Linked DNA regions of Ovis aries: region 1 is linked to region 2. A link is a contact called in public Hi-C data. All regions are on one chromosome and are shown on one strand. The core of a region is the stretch at or near the end of the contact, and the rest is flanking DNA. Distances in the headings are between cores, read along the strand shown. Region 1 overlaps GNA12 (G protein subunit alpha 12). Region 2 holds the start of GNA12 (G protein subunit alpha 12).

What was found. Hi-C and Micro-C count contacts between places; a contact is called where the count stands out from the background.
Region 1: a contact with region 2 is called in a Hi-C map of hypothalamus, with 1.7 times the contacts expected there. The contact joins the enhancer-like site here to the promoter of GNA12 in region 2. A contact is called at or near these places in 3 of 16 Hi-C or Micro-C datasets (hypothalamus, muscle and tail adipose tissue).

Annotation. Positions count from the first base shown.
Region 1 is chr24:40,999,040-41,001,739 of ARS-UI_Ramb_v3.0, reverse strand. It overlaps GNA12 (G protein subunit alpha 12), which reads right to left. Exons shown (of 3, transcript XM_042240396.1): 3 at 1-2,700. The coding sequence ends at 2,238. Among named protein-coding and RNA genes, the nearest start is that of AMZ1, 32 kb to the left of the region's middle. Within about 2 kb of position 1,304, at least 12 of the 54 cell types and tissues checked have an H3K27ac peak or open chromatin away from gene starts, as enhancers often do. A contact at or near this core is called in hypothalamus, where this site is marked.
Region 2 is chr24:40,927,411-40,930,110 of ARS-UI_Ramb_v3.0, reverse strand. It overlaps GNA12 (G protein subunit alpha 12), which reads right to left and starts at 1,419. Exons shown (of 3, transcript XM_042240396.1): 1 at 985-1,419. The coding sequence starts at 1,296.

The DNA.
Region 1 (2,700 bases), core at 55-2,554, 72 kb before region 2:
TCTCTACAAACTGAAGTTAAAAAACATAGTAAAAAACGCACGTGTCCTTAGGTGTGAACAGTGTGACTACGAGGAGGAGGAGGAGGAAGTCTTAGTTGAGGAAGTTTATTGTTACATTTTTGCAATGATAGATGAGGAAGACCATCTCCTGCTCCAACATCTCAATATGAAAGACAGCAAATCGCGGGTAACGGTGAGATTAAAACAATACAAAGGCCTAAGGCTGGGAGAGAAGAGGCCATAACTATGTGTGGAAAGGCTGTGGATGGTTTCAGTGGTGCCTGCGGAGCCGTCCCCGTTTCTGACGAGCACAGATCCTGGAACGGAGGGCTGGGTGCTCTCACGCCCGCTCAGCTCAGCACGAGGACAGCTCCTGGCCGAAGGGAAGGAAGTGGGTCAGGTCTGGGCCAGGCCGTGCCCTGCCTCCCAGGACACATCAGCACAGTCACGGCCACTCAATGTGAGCTCGCTCCCGGGTCTGAGGGTGAGCCGGCAGCCACGACTGACCGTCTGAAGGACAAACCGCGCTCCCTGACCAGGTGGGCGCCAACTCGCCAGCAAGCCGTTCACAGGCTGGCCACACCCCCTCGGGGCCGCCGCCTCTGCCAGCTCGAGGGGTGGTTTCCAGGTTGGCAGAAGAGGATCTGCACACACATGTGCGATGGGAACCTGTGGGCGAGGGGCGCTTGAGCCCCGAGGACGGTGGGGTCTCAGGATGCCCGGACACAGTCCATCCAGAGGGTTCTTTCTCCTTTAAACCTCGGTCACTGGCCCTGATCCCGGGCACGTCCTTTCGGTTTACAAAGAGCCACAGGAAGCAGTACAAAAACAGCGACTTTTCTCCAGCCAAAAAGAGCCCAAACCCCGGCAAACATGGACAGGAAATCTTGAGGGCCCAGAGAGAAACAGGATTTCACGCTGTCTCCTCATTAAATGCTGGATAACAAGGATGACTCAGAAGCACGTCTGCCCCTCCCTTTCCTCCTGGGCCAGCATCTGCCATGAGCTGGATCAGCTTATCTGCTGGTGAAGGGGAGCAGGACCCCCGCTGGGACGCAGGCCGTGAGCAGTGCGGCCCTCAGCCACAGGCACAGGCTGGGCCGCTGGTGGAGGAAGCCTTTTCCTTGTTTAAATGCTGGACAAGGCCTCTGCGCACCGGACACTGTTGAGCAGAGTCATATGTGGCAGGGACTGGTTTGGAATGCAATGTATTTTTAAACACAGTGAGAGACACCTGGGCAGGGCAGCCAGACACGTTCCCCGAGGGTCAGGCTCACGGCACACGGCGCCACTTCAACCTCCGCAGCGGCCCCCAGAGGCAGCCGCGGCCAACAGTGCTTCCGATGAGTGTGTGGGTGTTAGTGGAAGCGAGGGACTGTAATGAGAACCTGCCGTCTAGGGAGGCAGCGGAGCCTGGGGTGTTAAGGGAGGCGCTGCGGGCCCCGCCGCCAGCTCTCAGGGGGCCCGAGAGGAGGGGGCACGCGGCTTCCCCCAGAGACCGCGGGCTCCCTGAGCCGACCACACGTGTGAGACTGGGAGATGGAGGGCAGTCTGCAAGGCCAGCTGGTGTGAGGGCTCTGCGGAGGGGCAGGGGTGGGCACAGGGCAAGCAGGCACCACCCCCCACCCCGTGCAAAGAGGAGGGGGGATTCAAGGCAGCGCCCGGCCCACACCTCCCCCGCGGGCCGTGGCCGATAGGACAGGCGGGAGGAAGGCACAGGTGTGGGGGCATTAAGGCAAGTCCCCTGCGGGCTCTCACTCCCCACCTCTAACCTAACGGCCGGGGCTGGGGCCTCTCGGAAAATTGGCACCAGAGACTGAAAAGGCACCTCAGGGAGGTGGTGGTGGGCCCCCCGGAGCTCAGCCCGCACTTCCCCTCCTCCAAACCCCTAGGACCCCGCCAGGCAATGCCCCACCAAGCGCTCACTAGTTGGAGAGCAGAGACGCCAGTGTTTGCGTCTCGGTCACTAAAACAGAGCGCGCGTGCAGACACGCAGTCCCCGATTAAGCTGTGTCGGGAAAGGAGCGGCTTCTGTGAGAAGAGAAGGCTGTGGTCCAGGCGTCACACGGCAGCGTCACAGTGACCGCTGGCCTTTCAGTAGTCTCACGAGTCCCCAGGGCTCAGCAGCCGCGTCCACGCGCCCCTCCTGCGGGCGAGCCCGGTGCCCAGGGCTCGGGGTCGCGGCCTCGCGCAGGCGGGCAGGCCCGGCCCGCGGCCGGCGGGGCGAGGGCGGCCCGTCACTGCAGCATGATGTCCTTCAGGTTCTCCTGCAGGATGGTGTCCTTCACGGCGTGGAACACGAAGCGGATGTTCTCGGTGTCGATGGCGGTAGTGAAGTGGTGGAACAGGGGCTTGCTGCGGTTCCGCCTCTTCCGGTCGAAACACTGGACCAGGAAGCGCTGCACGTCCTCCAGCCTGTGCGGGTCGCCCCGGAAGTCCGGGAAGTGCTTCTTGATGCTGACGGTCTTCACCTTCTCCACCAGCAGGTCCGTCTTGTTGAGGAACAGGATGATGGAGACGTTGAAGAAGAGCTTGTTGTTGACAATGGTCTCGAAGATGTTCATGGACTCCACCAGGCGGTTGGTGCGCCTGTCCTCCATGAGCACCTGGTCATACTCGCTGGACGAGACCATGAACAGGATGGACGTGATCCCGTCGAAGCACTGGAACCACTTCTGGCGCTGGGACCGCTGGCCGCCC
Region 2 (2,700 bases), core at 170-2,669:
TATGAGGGGGAAAAAAAAAAGGAAATGACCTTAGTCTAGGCACAGGGGAGACTATTTTCCCCTTGTCATCAGTTTTCTCCAGAATTCCTCCGGGGCCCTTCTGCATAAACTCACACAGAGCACAAAACAGGAGGGGAACAGTGGTCAACTGTACGCCCCCCTCCCCCTCCAAACAGAGAGCAATCCACAGAAAGGAAGCAAGGGACAGCAGCACCTGGAGAAGAAACAGCGCCGGAGAGGTATCTTAATAACTGTAAGGCAAGATCTAACTTACATCCTCAACAAACACAGCAGTTCTGTGGCAATGTAGGGTGTCTGCACACAGGCTGGATATTTGACCATATTAAGGAGTTTTTACTTTTTAGTTTGATAGAACACCATTAAAAAAAAAAAAAAGAGCAAACACAACCACCGGATGCTTGTCTTTGAGCTCTGTCAACAAACCTTTTCTAATGAATCTATACAATGTCTGGGATTTGCTTGAAACTCGCCGGGGTGGGGGGAACAGGGAGGGGTACAGGTCGATGGCACTGGCTCCATCGACACTGCTCAGGTTCTGAGGAGGGGCCCGGGGACCCACTGTTCCTGCTATTTTTCTCTACGCTGTACATGTTGGAAATTTTCCTAGTAAACAGTCTAAAAGGAGAGGCTTGCGGCCGGTTTCCTGCCCCGTCTACAGCGCTCTTCTGAACTGAACTGGGAAGGCGGGGCAAGGATGGCACCCCGAGCCCAGGAAAGGCCCTCCCGCTTCTGAAGCCCTCGGCCCTCCGACGCCCCACAAGGAGTCGGCTTCCCCCTTCCAAGAGCCCCCGAACCCCCCGCCCCAGGAGAGCAGAGGCGAAGGCCCGCGGGCCGTCGGGGAGACGCGGCGCGCACCCCCGGCCGGCGCCCCAGGAGCGGCCCGGGGTCCCCGCCGGGGCGCCGAGGCCCGGGGAGCGCGCCGGCGCGCACCTGGGCGCAGGTGTGCGGGCGGGGAGCGCGCACCTTGAGGATGTTGTCGAAGATGGTGTCGCGGAACTCGAGCAGCGCCTTCTGGTCGAACTCGCGGCCGTGGATGATGCGCATCTGCTTGAGGAAGGTGGACTTGCCGCTCTCGCCCGCGCCCAGCAGCAGGATCTTGACGAGGCGCCGCACGGCGCGCCGCTCGCGGGCCAGCCCCGCGTCGATGTCCCGGCTGCGCCGCCGCGCCTCGCGCTCCGCGTCGCGGGCCCCGCCGCCGCCCGCCCTGCGCTCGCGGGCCCCGCCGGCCTCGGCCGGCAGCAGGCAGCGGCTGAGGGTCCGCACCACGCCGGACATGGCCGCTCAGGCCATGGACCCCGCGGCGGGCGAGGCGGCAGCCGGCCGCTCCCTCAGGCCGCGTCCGCCGCCGCCGCCGCCCCGAGGCCCGCTCTCGCCCGCCGCTCGGCCCGGCGCGGGGGCGGGACGACGCGGCCCGAGGCCCGGGGATTGGGCTGGCTGCCGTCCGTCCGGACGGGCGCGCCTTCCGATTGGGCCGCGGCGCTCCGAGAGGCGGGCATCTCCCCGGCCCTGGGGGCGGGGCCGGCGCCCAAAGAGGCGGGACCTTTGGGGTGGGGGCGCTTCTCATTGGGCTCCCGGGACCGAGGTTCTTTCTTTCAGAATGAAAGGGAGGCGGGGTCGTCCGGGAGGCGGAGCGGCGGACCACCATGGCCAATTAGAACTGCTCTCGGGCCACGTCAATCACGAAGAACGGGCTTAGGATTGGTGATATCGCGAAACAGGGCGGGACCAGAAGTGCCAGGTGTACAGAGGGAGTGTGTCTTGGGTTCCCAGACTGGGTCAACCTGTGAGACCCACACGCTCGCGAAGCGGACTCGGCGTTGCATGAACGTTGGGGAATGTAGATAAGAGGTCCAGCTGCTCGTCTTAGGTTTAGAGAGAAAGCTGTTCTTTCCAGAAACACTAGGTGGGGGATGGGTCAAACTTTGCAAACAGATGGCATCTTTTAAAGAGTGTCGTGGGGTGGGCCTCGGGGCGGCTTTTTAGCTGATCATCAAAATCACCAGGAGCCCCACCACCCAAAAAAAAAAAAAAAAAGAGCCATGTAGCACAGTGATGGGGTCTGGAATTGCTGGGTCTGAGATGGAATCTCCTGTCGACCCAAAAGGTTACATAACCTTTTAGGCAGCTTACCCCCCTCCTCCCTCCATTTTTAGCTTTAATTTCCTCCTCTATAAAATAGGGTCCTTAAATAGCAACTATCTCGGGTGATTGTGAAGATGTAAACTGAGAACTTGAACTTGTAAAGCACAGCACCGTGCCTGGACCCAAGCAAGTTCTTGCTAAGTGTTAGCTGATCTTATTACTAATTCTTACCTGTTCCAGAGCTATTGTGAGTCAAACCTCCAGGAAGGAGCTCAGGTATCTCTTGATCTCCAGGTGATTGGAGCCATGATCTGTTAAAAGATAAACGAAGGCATATTTTTAAAAAAAAATTGAGAGGATTTGAGCAAAAGTCGATTCTAATAGGGCCGTGTCAACCCAGTGGGGAGAACTCTGCAGAAGGGAGCCAGGGGAAACATAGAAAGTGGGAAGCAAAGAAATTGTTTGGTTGGCTACAGCTTAAAGTCTAGTTAGCTGTTTGTGATTGGTTGTCATTAGCTTATGTTACCCAGTTGGGGTGGACTTCCCAGGTGGCGCTAGCATTAAAGAACCTGCCCTCCAATGCAGGAGACATAAGAG